2 separate regions of the Sus scrofa genome follow, and region 2 is linked to region 1. Evidence: chromatin contacts called from public HiChIP or PLAC-seq data. All regions are on one chromosome and are shown on one strand. The core of a region is the stretch at or near the end of the contact, and the rest is flanking DNA. Distances in the headings are between cores, read along the strand shown. Region 1 overlaps LOC102159901 (a long non-coding RNA gene). Region 2 has its middle 59 kb from the start of DCN.

Region 1 (7,564 bases), core at 2,417-4,916:
ATGACTTTTCTACCTTTTAGTGGCTCATATTCTTTTCTTCCCAACCCATCAATTTAAAGAATCTTCCCTTTCCTTATCTACAATTCCTTTGTTCCTCTCTTTCAGGGTTTTCTTATAGTATCTTAGAGTTTAAAGATTCTCATAACCAACAATACTGTTCATGCATTTTTAATACACTTTTCTTACAATAACAAAACTATATTCATACGTTGAATAATATATATGCTGCCCAGCGTAATGAAATTCATTTTTTCAGAGCAGACACTCCCTAGCTATGTGGCTTTGAGCAAATGACTTTATCATTTTGGAATCCAATGTTCTCATCTGAAAGATTAAATGGAAAAAACATAATAAAAATTTTTATTGCTTGTATTTTATTTTTCTCAGTTTTCTTTTAAAAGAGTCTGGTAAGAAAAACATAGTAGGAGTTCCTGTTTTGGCTCAGCAGTAACAAACCTGACTAGTATCCATGAGGAGGTGGGTTCCATTCCTGGCGCCGCTCAGTGGGTTAAGGATCTGGCATTGCCATGAGCTGAGGTGTTGGTCACAGACATGGTTCATATCCTGCATTGCTGTGGCTGTGGTGTAGGCTGGTAGCTGCAACTCCAGTTCAATCTGGGAACTTCCATATGCCACATATGCAGACCTAAAAAGAAACAGTAGCTAATACATGTATTTTCCTATAGATTGTGTGGCACTGTAACTCAAAAACTTATTTTCTAGGATTTCCCGTTGTGGCACAGCGATAATGAATCTGACTAGAAGACATGAGGTGGCGGGTTCCATCCTTGTCCTTGCTTAGTGGGTTAAAGATCCAGTGTTGCTGTGAGCTGTAGGTCGCAGTCGCAGCTTGGATCCCAAGTTGCTATGGCTATGGTGTAGGTCGGCAGCTGTAGCTCAAATTGAACCCCTATCCTGGAAAACTCCGTATGCTGCAGGTGTGACCCTAAAAAGAAAAAAACAAAACAAAACTTGTTTTCTAGAATGTGTTAGCACTAGTGAAAGTAATTTTGGAAAATAAACTTTTAGTCAAAGATAAAATTTGTTATTGAGGATTTATATAACTCTGCCAGAAGACCAGAGCTGGATATTTTGCAAAATAAATATACTCTGATAGTAGCCACAAAAATAAGGGAAAATCCCAATAATTTAGTTGAAGAGTGAATTTGTACCATTAAAATATATTCCAGTTTATATTACATGGCATTAGATAATGCCATGATATTCTTTAATAATCCACACCCGGAAATTGGATACATACATAAAAGGGCATTTGTGCTGCAATCATGTGAATTTGTTCTGTGGCCTGGGAATCTCTCCATCATGTGAGAGAGCATAGAGCTGACTTCTTCCCAGTCAAGCTTCCAGTACACGTGCTTCTCGCATAGCCACAGCACGTCTTAACCAGCCCATTTGACATTTTTTAAAAAGTGTGTACCTTGATCACTTTGAGATATGTAGCTCTTAGTATTAAAAGAAAAATTTTGTTTACAACAAAATTCCAAATCTGAGTTGTTACTCTTAAAATATTTTAGAAATGTGAAATAGCCAGACCAATACTCTATAGGCTTGCTTCCAAAGAAAAGTTACTTATATAGGCTATACATCAGCTAACTCAATCTCCCTTTTTTTGAAACTTTAAAATATATTGTCTTTTCCTTTTTTTTTTTTTAGTGGATTGGTGCTTTTATCTTTTTGTTTCATTTTTTATAGTTTTATTGAAGTATAGTTAATTTATAATGTGATCATGTCTTCTCCGCAACAAAGCAATTCAGTTATGCATATACACACTTCCATTCTTTTTCAGATTCTTATAGGCTGTCACAGAATATTGGGTAGTTTCCTGTGCTATACAGCAAGTCCCCATTGGCCAGTCATTCCATATGACACAATGTGCATATGCCAATCCAAAATCTTGCTGTGTATCAGCTCAAACCTTGACACTCGCTGAATATTTGGGCTCCCATTACTCTACGAATACTTATGGCAACTGTTGGCTGTCATCACAGCATTCTTTCCTTCATTACTTTTATCTTCTATACGGCTCTACTCTTGACAGGGAAAATGTTAGGTACAAAAGGGCATGAGCTATTTATTATACATCTTTGACATGAGCAGAGGTCCAACTGGAAATCATAATACTTCTCCTAAAGATAGGCTTTAATCAAATTACACTGCAGAAAAAATAATTTGGACAAACTACTCTTGAACAACAACAACCAAAAATCCCCCCTAAGAAATAGGGAAAAGGAACACATTAACAAATTATTTGCATTTGTTAATTTGACTACATGCCTTTGTACCCACTGTACAATGAATCTGTAATAACTACTTATTGATTTGTCATGAAGAACTTCTTTCTGATTATGTTTGGCAAAATAAAATTTAGAGTTACCATCTATTACAGGACAGTAGAGTGTCCATTCAAACAAAAGAACTGTGTAAGGATTAACCTTGTTTGAAAATGTCAGTGTAGTGCATACCAGCTTATCATGTGAAAGTGAATAGTTTCCATTATTTTGTAAGGTGTCTTTAACTGGGAGGATGGTGAATTTTGGATCTATGGGTTAAGGTCTGTTCATCTCAAATGTGATACCAAGAAAGGTAGCAAACTGCTTTTCTGATATTACTTACACAGCAAAGATTTTTATGCTGCCTTGTCTCAAATTTAAGTGTTGAGTCACCATCTTCTGAGGTTCCTTCTCAACAAGAACTTGTTAGCAATACAAGGGATACTGAAAACTATAATTTTACTGTAGCTTGAACTTGCCCAGATTAAAGGAGGGACAAAGTTCTGAACAAACTCTCCTCTGGCTAAAATCCAGTACTTTTATGCCAAATACTTTTTTTTTTTTTTTTTTTTTTTTGCCTGTAAAATGAAAAAAAAAGGGGGGGTGTCTTTATAAAGAAAAGTTATTTCATTGAAAAGGATTTTTCATTTATCTTGTCATGATTATGACAAATTTCACTAATCCCACATTTTAAGGTATCTTGACCTCTGAGCCTGTTTTTTTTTTTTTTTTAATTTTCTTTCCTTTATATTAAAAAAAACTCTAAATTAGCTCAAATGAGTAATGATTAAGGAATTTCCTACCACAGCCATAAACGAGTATCAACAAGCAGTCAATGGATGGATGGATAAAATAACATTGGCAGATTCTTTTATTTACAAACATTGAAAAATACAGACATTGTCATTTATCTCTCTGAATATTTATATTCTCGACACAAAATGAAGTCATGGAGACATGCCCATCTGTTTATTTTTTAAAATCCTTGGTGTCAACTGTTTAGAAGTTTCCAGTTCAAACCAGGAATGAAGGCATTCTTGTGGGATGTAGTCAAGTCAAGGAATTCTGTCCAAATCTTTGAAACAAACAAAATTTTTGGCTTATATTTCAGAAAAGTTTAGATAAGTTTTTCATTTTTATAACTTACAAGCAGTCTTTCAACTGATGTGTGCATGTGTGTGTGTGTGTGTGTGTGTGTGTTCGTAGTTCTTAAAATTAGAAGCAAAGTGTTAAGGAGAACCCATATGGTTTGACTGTTGTGAAAACCTGGTTGACGTGAAATGCTACTTAGAAGCTGATGGTTTTGGCTACCAGCATGGGAGGAGGATATTGAGACAGGGTGGATCACTTTTATTTGAGTATCATTTACTGGGACTTGGCTGGGAACCCACACTAGAGAATAGCAGAGTATGCTAGGTTGTTCTCTCTTTGCCTTAGTCTATGCCCCATGCTTCTGTACCCCTTCTGGGACAATTTCTGAAGACCACCTCACCTGGGCTCCCTTGCCAGCTGGCTTCTGCTTAGAATCACCCCATGGGTCCCCGTGTATTAAGATATGAAGGTGAAAAGAGAAAGTTGTACATTTTGCCCCTTCTCCCTCCTTATATCAGCACCTGGTCCCTGGTAATAATTGTATTTTTCTTCCCCAGGGGGAAACCACTCTTGCAATTCCAACTCTTCATGACCTCTGGCAACACTGTTTCTTCCTCTTGTCCTTTTGGTCTTGTGGGTGGAAACAACCTCCCACAGTTTTTAGTCTCTGGGTGCCCTGCCAACCCTGTTTGCTCCTTTTACTGGGCCCACACATAGTCAGGACCCCAATCAATAAAAATTCTTCTTTAAAGGCAGAAGATATGTGCACAGTGTGAGAAGAAAAGGTGGGCTTTGTTCATTGTCTCACTGGTTATGAAAGTAGAATTAATTATTGTCCCTCAGCCAAGTATTCATTGTGGAAATAAAAAGTAATTCATATTTCTTACTGGATAATTTTTGAAAATATATAACATGGAAAAAAGTAAATAGGAAAGAAAATAGTAATTAACTTTATTGATCGATAGTAGCAATGTATTAGCTGTGTCTCTATGAAGTAGGCACTGTCATTGCCCTTGCTTTAAAATATAGGACCAAACTACTGAGAGGTCAAATGACTTGTGTTAGGTTATACAGCTATAGGATGGCAGAGGAAAGATTTGAACTGAGGCAGATTAGTTCCTAGGCCTACCCTTGTAGCCACTGTGCCTTTCTACCTCTTGGAAGGAAACTGGGAGCGGAAGGAATAGCATTTATTAAGTACCTACTATGTGTCAGGAAGTGCTCTAGATGCTTTCACATGGGCTATCTCATATATTGCTCTTTCAGCAGCACTTGACACTGTCATACATTATCTCTTTTGAGAATCATTTTCCTTTCTAGGTTTCTCTGACACTACATGCTATTCTGTTTTCCTCTCACTTTCCTTTGCTAGCTTGTTCTTGTCTATTCAGCCTTTAAATGTGGGAATGTTTTGGAGTTCCCATTGTGTCCAGCCAGTTAAGAACCTAACAAGTATCCAAGAGGATGAGTGTTCGGTCCCGGCCTTGCTCAGTGGTGAAGGATCGGCATTGCCATGAGCTGTGGTGTAGGTCACAGACACGGTTTGGATTTAGTGTTGCTGTGACTGTGGTGTAGGTCGCAGATGTGGCTCCTGCATTGCTATGGCTGTGGCGTAGGCTGGCAGCTGCAGCTACAATTCAACCTCTAGCTCCGGGACTTCCATATGCCACAGGTGCACTAAAAAGAAAAAGAAATGTGGGAATGTTTGGACTTCTCTTCCTGCTTCTATTCTTACTTGTTAAACTCATCTAATTAAGTAACATATGCCAATGATCCACAGATGACTCATATTTTTATTACTAAATTGTCCTCTCTCCTTAATGTTATACCTGTACGTTCATCTGCCTCCTGGACATCTCCCTTTTGATACTTAGTAAGCCTCTCAGCCTTAACATGGCCAACTGAGAATGCTTGGTTCATTTCTTCTTCAACCTGCTTCTCTCTCTGTCATCACCATTTTATGAAATTGCACTGCCATCTATTACAATGATCAAGCTAAAAATCAAGAATTATCCTAGAGTGTTCATGCTTTCCTTTTCCTGATATCTAATTATCAATACATTCTGTCTGCTCCATCTGTGGAGTCCAAGTCCCTTCCTGGGACTACCACTATATTTGCCTCAGTCATTGGGATAACTTCCTAAGTGATCTTCTTATTTCTAATCTTGCTCTCCTTCAAAAATTTCTACATATGGCAGCCAAATAATTATTTTAAGCATATCGTGCCAGTTTACTGCTGAAATCCTTTATTGGCTTCCAAACAAAATGCAGTTTTTATCCAGAAAGAAAACAAATCCAAACAAAATGCAATCTCCTTTGCATGGAATAACCGTACCTAAACTGGTTTCTATTGAGTGAATGGATCCTATAGTAGAAATATTTGGCCTTTATAATATCTCTTCCAGATGGCTCTTAGTATGTCTATTTTTTATTAAAGTAGAAATGGAGGTGCAGAATAACATATTTCTCCCTCCCTTGGGAGGTCTTGAAATCAGTTCTTAAGTGGACTTGACTCATGTAATACATATTAAGCAGCCAATATTTTCTTAATTACTTACAATGTATTAGGCACAATACTCTAGTGTGCACTTTTTCGTGTATTATGTTATTATTTTATAATGAGAAGCTTAAGGTGCTATCATCTTCATTTGATAATTTGAGAAACAAGGCTCAGAGAGTTTAAGTAACTTACTCTAAGTCACAGAGCTGGTTAGTGGGAAAGGGTTGATCTAATACCAGGTCTGTATTCCAAAACCTACTGCCTTACCCATGTGACTTCTCCAAATCCTTGAAAAGATGGTGTGTACATTTTTTTATTCCTACCAATTATATACACACATTTTTCTCTTTCAAAGAATATAAACTATTTTAAACATGTCAGAACTTAATGTTTTTATAAACTTTGTGTTTGTAGATGGAAGGCAGAGACAGCAGTTTTGTTCAAAACCTAGTGACTATTCTCTTTCTCCTTGGTTGGTCCAAAAACAATTATCAAAGAGCACTTAACTGAAAAATACAAGGAAGCAAGTCATTTAGTGTGAATGTTTAAAGGAAGTTTTCTTTTCTTCTTCTTCTTTTTTTTTTTTTTTTGTCTTTTCTAGGGCCGCATCCACGGCATATGGAGGTTCCCAGGCTAGGGGTCTAATCAGAGCTGTAGCCATCAGCCTATGCCAGAGCCACAGTAATGCCAGATCCGAGCTGCGTCTGCGACCTACACACAGCTCATGGCAACTCCGGATCCTTAACCCACTGAGTGAGGCCAGGGATCAAACCAGCAACGTCATGGTTCCTAGCTGGATTCGTTAACCACTCAGCCACAATGGGAACTCCGGAAGTTTTCTTAAATAAACTTTTTAATGATATAGTCTTATTTGACCTTGTAATATATACTTTCTAATCAGGGAATTTTAATTAAAAAATCCATGCCAGAGAAATAGAATCATTTAAATATGTGGTTACAAGATCAATCCTCCTCTTTTTTTTTTTTTTTTGTCTTTTTGGGGTCAATCCTCCTCTTGTAAGGGAAAATATTTTCATATCAAGCATTTTTGGTTCACACTAGGAGGAAAGAATACAAAAATATTATGTTAATACTTAACAATAGATATGCAACATGATCCCCAAATTATACTAAATTGGACATGCTTATATAGGGATTCCATCTTTTTCATCCTGGGAGAGAAACATACTATAAATTCCATTTTGAAAATGACTTTTTAAAATTGCCATAAATTTAGTGTACTACACAACTTGCTGCTTTGACAACGGCGAGCATATTAATATATTTTTCCAAGATCATCTTTTGCAGAGCATTTCCTTTTCACGTCCAAAGAAATCACAAAGGGAATATGTTATCCTGTTTATTCCAACGAAATTATGAATCAAGCTTTATTTTCTTTCTTGCTTTGGAAAACAAATGCCAATAGAAAGCACTACTAGTAAGAAGTCAGGAAATTTGGTCTTCGAAGCAACGCAAATTTAAAACTATGTTCATTGTAACTTGGGCTTCCAAAATGCCACAGTGATCCCTTCACTTATATTCTCTCAGATAACTTTCAACAAGAAGAATTTTTATTTGTTTGCTTTTAGAAATAAAGATCCAGATGCAATGTGAAAATGGGCAAAGATGCAGGCAATGACTCTGACCTTATGGGAATAGTTTTCTTGTATGAGTTATAACA
Region 2 (7,564 bases), core at 3,512-6,011, 55 kb after region 1:
CATGTTCCTTCTCCCTTAGTTGATATAAACCATATAAATTCAGAGGTATAATTATTAACATGATTGTTGTCAACCATAGAAAGAAATTACTAATATGATTATCGTGTCTGTTTTTTTGTCCATTTCACATGCCCTTTTTTTAAGATTTCTATTTTTTATATTATAGTTGATTTACAATGTTCTGTCAATTCTGCTGTAGAGCAAAGTGACCCAGTCATACACATATATGCATGTTTGTGTGTGTGTGTGTGTATATATATATATATAGTTTTTCTCACATTATCATCCATCGTTTCATCACAAGTGACTGGATATAGTTCCCTGTGCTATAAAGCAGGATCTCATTGCTTACCCACTCCAAATGCAATAGTTTGTATCTACTAACCTCAAACTCCCAGCCCATCCAACTTCCTCTTCCTCCCCCCTTGTAACCACAAGTCTGTTCTCCAAGTCCATTAATTTGTTTCATTTCTGTAGATAGATTCATTTGTGCCATATATTAGATTCCAGATATAAGTGATATCATAGGTATTTGTCTTTCTCTTTCTGACTTATTTAACTTAGTATGAGAGTCTCTAGTTCCATCCATGTTGCTGTAAATGACATTATTTTTCTTTTATATGGCTGAGTAGTATTCCATTGTGTGTGTGTGTGTGTGTGTGTGTGTGTGTGTGTGTGTGTGTGTGTGTGTGTGTGTGACTTCTTAATGCGTTCATCTGTCAAAGGACATTTAGATTGTTTCCATGTGTTGGCTATTATGAATAGTGCTGCAGTGAACATGGGGGTACATGTATCTTTTTCAAGGAAAGTTTTGTCCAGATACATGCTCAGGAGTGGGACTGCTGGATCATATGGTAGTTCTATATTTAGTTTTCTGGGGTACCTCCATACTGTTTTCCACAGTGGTTGTACCAATTTATATTCCTACCAACAGTGTAGGAGGGTTCTCTTTTTTCTACACCTTCTCCTGCATTTTCTATTTGTTGACTTGTTAATGATGGGCATTCTGACCAGTGCAAGATGGTATCTCATTATAGTTTTGATTTACATTTCTCTAAAAATTACGGATGTTGAGCATTTTTTCATGTGCCTGTTGGCCATCGGTATACCTTCTCTGGAGAAGTGTCTGTTCAGGTCTTCTGCCCATTTTTCAATTGTGTTGTTGTTTTTTATTTTTTGCTGTTGAGTTGTATAAATTATATATTTTAGAGATTAAGTCCTTGTCAGTTGCATCATTTGAAACTATTTTCTCCCATACTGCAGTTTGTCTTTTTTTTTTTTTTATGGTTTCCTTTGCTGTGCAAAAGCTTGTCATTTTGATTAGGTCCCACTGGTTTATTTTTGCTTTTATTTCTGTTGCTTTGGGAGACTGACCTGAGAAAACATTTGTACAGTTGATGTCAGACAATGTTTTGCCTATGTTCTCTTCCAGGAGTTTTATAGTGTCTTATGTTTAAGTCTTTAAGCCATTTTTAGTTCATTTTTGTGCAGTGTGAGGGTGTTTTCTAGTTTCATTGATTTAAATGCAGCTGTCCAGTTTTCCCAGCACCACTTGCTGAAAAGACTTTTTTTCCCATTTTATATTCTTGCTTTCTTTGTCAAAGATTAATTGACCATAGGTGTCTGGGTTTATTTCTGGGTTCTCTACTCCGTTCCATTAGTCTGTATGTCTGTTTCTGTACCAGTACAAACCTTGGTTACTGTAGTTTTGTAATATTGCCTTACGTCTGGGAGAGTTATTCCTCCTGCTTGGTTTTTTTGCCTCATGCCTTTTTAATGGCATTTTGACCCAATCAACATTGAACTGAGAGTGGAAAAATACTAAAATGTGAAACTTCTAATTTTATGGAATTTTGTCCCCCGTTTTGCCTAATTGTGGCTTAATATATGTCTCTAAATGAAGGAGTGGCAAACAAAATAAAAAGTAATTTTATCAGATTTGATTAGGCTTTATAGGTACACATTTCAGAAATTAAGAATGTAAGTGACTATTGATAACAAATTCATTTAATGTCAGATAGTTTTTATTTATTTATCTTCAACAAAATTAAAGAAGTGCATATTTGAGATTTTGGTTCATTAAAAATATTTATTGGTAAATCATTATTTGATTTTTGGAATATAAATGGAAAATTTTTTTTTAATTTGTACTTTTGCTCTAAAAAGTTTCTTCTGTTCACAGAAGAAACTATTATATATATATGTATTTATATAAAAAGGATTTATAAATGTGATCTTTTTAAAAAAATGAATTTTTAAATTTAGAATTAAAATTAATATTGTAGCCTGCTTTATTCAAGTAATAGCTAATATTCAAGGACAAATACATGGAATACTAAGTGATTCTTACCCATCTCACTAAATTAGTCACATTCTGTTGTTTTATCACTTGGCAGTAATAAACATTAAAATGATAATGCTAGACAAATATTTTAGCAATTAGAGACATAAGGTTACCAGAAATTGAAAACATATCTGTCAATTAAAATGTATATAATTCATTTGTACTCTTAACATAAATTATTTTGCCTAAATTTAATTAGATTACATAATCATAAATTATGTTATATATAACACTCTACATTAGAAGTATATTTAAAATTTATTAATCTATATAAATATTTTTGTTGTAGAAATATTAGGAAAATAAGTATTTTTACATGTAAGTATATTATATTTGAAAAACTTCAATAGAAGAATTGAAATGGAAATATGGGTTCAAAGATTAAAAGGAATGATGGAAAATTTCCAACTTCCAACCCAGAGCTTATTTATATACACTTTAATGTATGGTGGTGGTGATATATTGCTTTTCAATTTAAATTTTATTGGATATATTTAAGAGAGGCTTGGTTTTATTTTTAAAAATCAATATTTATAATATGTTATAAATAAATCCTTTAGAATTATATACATTGCTGATGAAAAATTTTTGATCTCAGCTTAAAACAGGCAAGCAAATACATGATTTTGAAAAATCTTTTTTTAGAGGGTAAATGTGTACAAAAACTGAAGATCAGTGCTTTAACCCACCTAATGTTGGGTAAAATGTGCTATCTTGGCGAAGTCTGTGCTTTCTTCTATCATATAATTTGCAATCATTTTTGTATCAGTCTATTTACTTATCTGCTCTTCCACTGAGCAGGTTGTCAGGTATCATGCCTTATGTAGGCAGTCCTGAGTCAGAGAGCTTGTCAGTGAATGTTTTTGACTGAATGAACAGATGAACTGATTTGTTTTGGATGCAGATTTCTCAGTGTTTTTCATGATTTTGTATTCCACCATTTATGCTTCGATTTTTACTTCTGAATTTTAAGATCTTCACAAGTGAAATCAACATCATACTATAGTATAGAGAATGTTATGCTAAGACTTTGGATGTAGTACAGTCTCTGACAAATAATTTCGTAATTTGAAAAATCAAGGCCATTAATTGGATGTATTTTTAGGTTCCTTCCTACCTTAAATTGATTTTATTTTCCTCTAGAATAAAAAATGACTTTATTCTAATTTACTTATTGTGTCTATATTCACGAGTGAGTGTGCACAGGATAGCTGTGCCTCATTGCTCTGGTCACACCTCTGCTGTCCTTGGTATAGAAGAAGTAAGAGTGACTGAAATGAACAACTATCTGTGATTACTGGATAATTACATTTAAAATGAAAAAGGACTTTATACATTAGCTCACTCTATTTTCATTTCCAGAATGAGCAAGAGGTCAAAGAATTTTAAATCACTTGCCCAAGGTGACACAGAGCTATTATCAAAGCTTAGTATAAAATTTGATCTTATTCTTAATCCAGTGCTAGTTCCATCACTAAATGGTTAAGAATTCAGGATTTACAGTCAAGTATATCTGAATTCAATTCTCAGTCATAAAGTTTGGGGAAAATTATTTAAAAATTTCATTTTTAATTATTTTCTTACATAATGAAATAATAAGAACTTATAGCTTGTTTTGAAGTTCTTAAATAATGGTTGTAAAATCCTCAACACAGAACAAAACCAAGTAACTGATAGTTATGATGAGTATTATACTATTCAACATAAGGCTGCAGCATATCAAGCTGATAATGGTAGTATCACATATAATAGACAAAAACAGATTCTTAAAAATTATGCCTATCAATTTACCTTTCGATTCTTTGAATTTTACTAAATATCTTTAAAATGGTAATGGAACCCACAATCTAAAACATAATTATTCATCGGTTAATCTGTTTTCTTACTTGTTTATCAGTTGTATAATACAAACTCAATTCAAGAAGCAGTTACTGAATATTGTGTGCTAGTCTCGGTGTTAAACACTGGGGGTACATACAGAAATAAAATGTAATCCAGTCTCTAACTTCAGTGAATTTAAAGTCGACATTTTGAGTAAAAGGTCCTAATACGTGTATGAACCAATTCCTACAGCAGCTACATCTGGTGCTATAATACTGAGATTAAGAAACTGGTTTTGCAACCTGAGATCCCTGTAGTATATCCCTTGTCCCTCTTTATATGAAATTGCCTCACCCTACATGATATCAATTGAGATATAATGAAAACTGTTATATCAGATTTCCCTTAAGTGATGAGAAATCCTAACTCCATGGACCTCAAGTTTACTTAACCCATTTATAAGAGATCTTGGAACATGGTATCTATTTAAAAAGAGTGAAGAAGGGGTGGAAACACAAGATTCAGCATTACAAACAAAGAAAATCAGAATTACAAACTGCTCTGTGCTCAAAACACTTCAGATTTTGTAATCAGAGCTCTCCCAGATGTTCTCAGAGATTCCCAGGACAATCATGTGAAAAATAAAGAGATGAGGCAATGAGAGAAATATATATCCTGGGGATTTGTTTCTTTATAACAAATCCCTTTAAAGTAATTTATCAAAGTCAGTGGAGAACTGAGGACACTGAACATAGTTTACAAAACTGCAGACATATTGCTTTCTTTTTGAAAATTGAAAAAGCTTCAGACTTTTTGCATCAGCCTCTTCTTTATAATGTCAGATTTCCACTTGCCATAAATAGTAAGGGAAGATGAGAAAGAAAATGTCCTAAGACAACAATGAGATGGAAGCTGGAATCTACTAATAGAATTTATACTTGAGGACATATTTAAAAACATGACACATGTGTACATGTAAATAAGGCACTGACTACAAGAGCAAGCTCCCATCTCTGCCTTTAAACAAAGGGCACATTCTGTGGATTTTAATTCCATAAACATCAGGAACTAATCTCTTACATAAGCCATTTCTATTATCTTCTCCAAAGTTGAGGTCATACACTAGGGAGATAGGGGTGGGCTTTTTATTTCATACACACACCCATTGCTGGCTGACTATACTATATAAGTAAATGTGTTACTCTATTAATTATATGAGCTGAAAATGATTCTTATTCCTATCAGTCAGAAAAATGTAACTACCCTAATAATAAGTAAAGGTAGAGATTAAAATATTTTGAAGAATTTTATAAAAACACAGGACAGAGTCTGCTGCCAGCTGTAGGACTGCTTTTAATTAAAACCTTGTTCAACATGCTTACTGCAGAGTTTTCTTATTTTCCTATTATATAAAGATGTACTGAATCAGCAATTATTGAACCCTGGACACATTATAAAACTTTCTTCTGAGACTATTCAGCCAACAAAATCAGCTGTGATTCATTAGATAATAGCACTACTAGGAAGAATGCGCTTAAGTTTCCTTTAGTTATAAGCTTTTAGTGGCTGTGGAACCCCAAGGCCCAAACTAAGAAAAGAGCCTTCTCGTTTGAAATTTAATAGAAGTCTCTGTAATGAGATGGTAAAGTAGACTTACATATATATAAGGTGAATGAGTCTATTAAACGGAGTCCAAAAGTTAGATAAACCAGGTTCCATTCACAACTTTGTTAGTGATTGCTTTGATATATGCCCTAGTATGACTACTATTACTCAGTATTTACTTAGCACAAAACATCAGGACAACTTTGTCTATTATGAAATGCTGTGCAATTTTCATAAAATACATACATAGGATTTAATTCTTCAGCATTTGCTTGGATTCCTAGAGACTGACTGGTTAAAATTTGATACTTTTATTTTCTTAAATTTTTAAATTTTTTTCTTTTTCAGGCCCTCCATGGCATAAGGAAGTTCCTAGGCTAGGGGGCAAATTGGAGCTGTAGCCACTGGCCTGCGCCACAGCAAGGCAGGATCTGAGCCACATCTGCAACCTACACCACAGCTCATGGCAATGACAGATCCTTAATCCACTGAGCAAGGCCAGGGATCGAACCCGCATCTTCATAGATCCTAGTTGGGTTCCTTAACCACTGAACCATGAAGGGTACTCCAAAATTTGATACTTTTGAACAATGCCAGATTTGTGTGTTTTGTCACTAGCTGTGTGTAATACATCATATTTTTTTAATTTTGTCTTCAGTTTCTGAGGAAGATATTTGCAGTAGTAAAAGAAGAATTTTCAAGATCACATTCTTCTGGAGCTCTATTGTACAGTGTTGTGATTACAGTCAACAGTATTGTATTATATATTTCAGTTTGTTTTTTGTTTTTTTTTTTGTCTTGTTGCTATTTCTTTGGGCCGCTCCCGCGGCATATGGAGGTTCCCAGGCTAGGGGTCGAATCGGAGCTGTAGCCGCCGGCCTATGCCAGAGCCATAGCAACGTGGGATCCGAGCCGCGTCTGCAACCTACACCACAGCTCACGGCAACGCCAGATCATTAACCCACTGAGCAAGGGCAGGAACCGAACCCGCAACCTCATGGTTCCTAGTCGGATTCGTTAACCACTGTGCCATGATGGGAACTCCCTGTATTATATATTTCAAAGATGCCCAGAGACTAGATCTTAAATGTTCTCATCACAAAAAAGAAATGATAATTATGTGATGTGATAGAAGTGTTAGGATATGTGTGATGCAGATAAAACTGTTCTGAGATAAAAATTTACAGCACAAAATATTTATGTTAAAAAAATACAAAGCTCTCAAATCATCTAAATTATAAACTCAAAAAATTAGAAATCTAAGAGTTAAATAAATGCAAAGCAGTCAAAAAGTAATGAGGAAAAGAGAAGAAATCAGTGATATTGAAAATCAGAAAATAATAGAGAAAAACAATGAAACAAAAAAGTTGCTTCTTTGAAAATAAAATTGATGGATTTCTAGCAGGATTAATAAAAATAAGAAACAAATTACACATATATGGGATGTAACTACTGTTCCTATAGCCAATAAAAAAATAAGAAAGGAATACTATGAATAACTTATGGTCATAAATTCAACTTAGATTGTAAATGGACCAATTTATTATAAGCCAAAAAAAGTACAAAACTCATCAAAAAATGAAATTGATCATTTGAATAGTCCTATAACCATTAAAGAAATTGAATTCATAATTGATGATGATATTACAGATAGCAAATAAGCACATGAAAAATATTCAATATCACGAGCTATTAGAGAAATTAAATTTAAAACTACAATGAGATATTACTATGCAAGTATCAAAATGGCTAAAATTAGAAAATAGTGAGAAAAGTCAAATGCTGATAGGCTGA

What was found. HiChIP or PLAC-seq counts read pairs in DNA pulled down with a chosen protein or histone mark.
Region 2: a contact with region 1 is called in an H3K27ac HiChIP or PLAC-seq map of skeletal muscle. The contact joins two enhancer-like sites. A contact is called at or near these places in 14 of 47 Hi-C or Micro-C datasets (adipocytes, alveolar macrophages, embryonic fibroblasts and 9 more) and 1 of 2 datasets of contacts at active chromatin or transcription factors (skeletal muscle).

What each region holds. Positions count from the first base shown.
Region 1 is chr5:91,561,450-91,569,013 of Sscrofa11.1, forward strand. LOC102159901 (a long non-coding RNA gene) reads left to right here. Exons shown (of 5, transcript XR_002344335.1): 5 at 1-450. Among named protein-coding and RNA genes, the nearest start is that of DCN, 110 kb to the right of the region's middle. Within about 2 kb of position 3,667, at least 17 of the 83 cell types and tissues checked have an H3K27ac peak or open chromatin away from gene starts, as enhancers often do. A contact at or near this core is called in skeletal muscle and subcutaneous adipose tissue, where this site is marked.
Region 2 is chr5:91,615,575-91,623,138 of Sscrofa11.1, forward strand. No RefSeq gene overlaps it. Among named protein-coding and RNA genes, the nearest start is that of DCN, 59 kb to the right of the region's middle. Within about 2 kb of position 4,762, at least 11 of the 83 cell types and tissues checked have an H3K27ac peak or open chromatin away from gene starts, as enhancers often do. A contact at or near this core is called in skeletal muscle and subcutaneous adipose tissue, where this site is marked.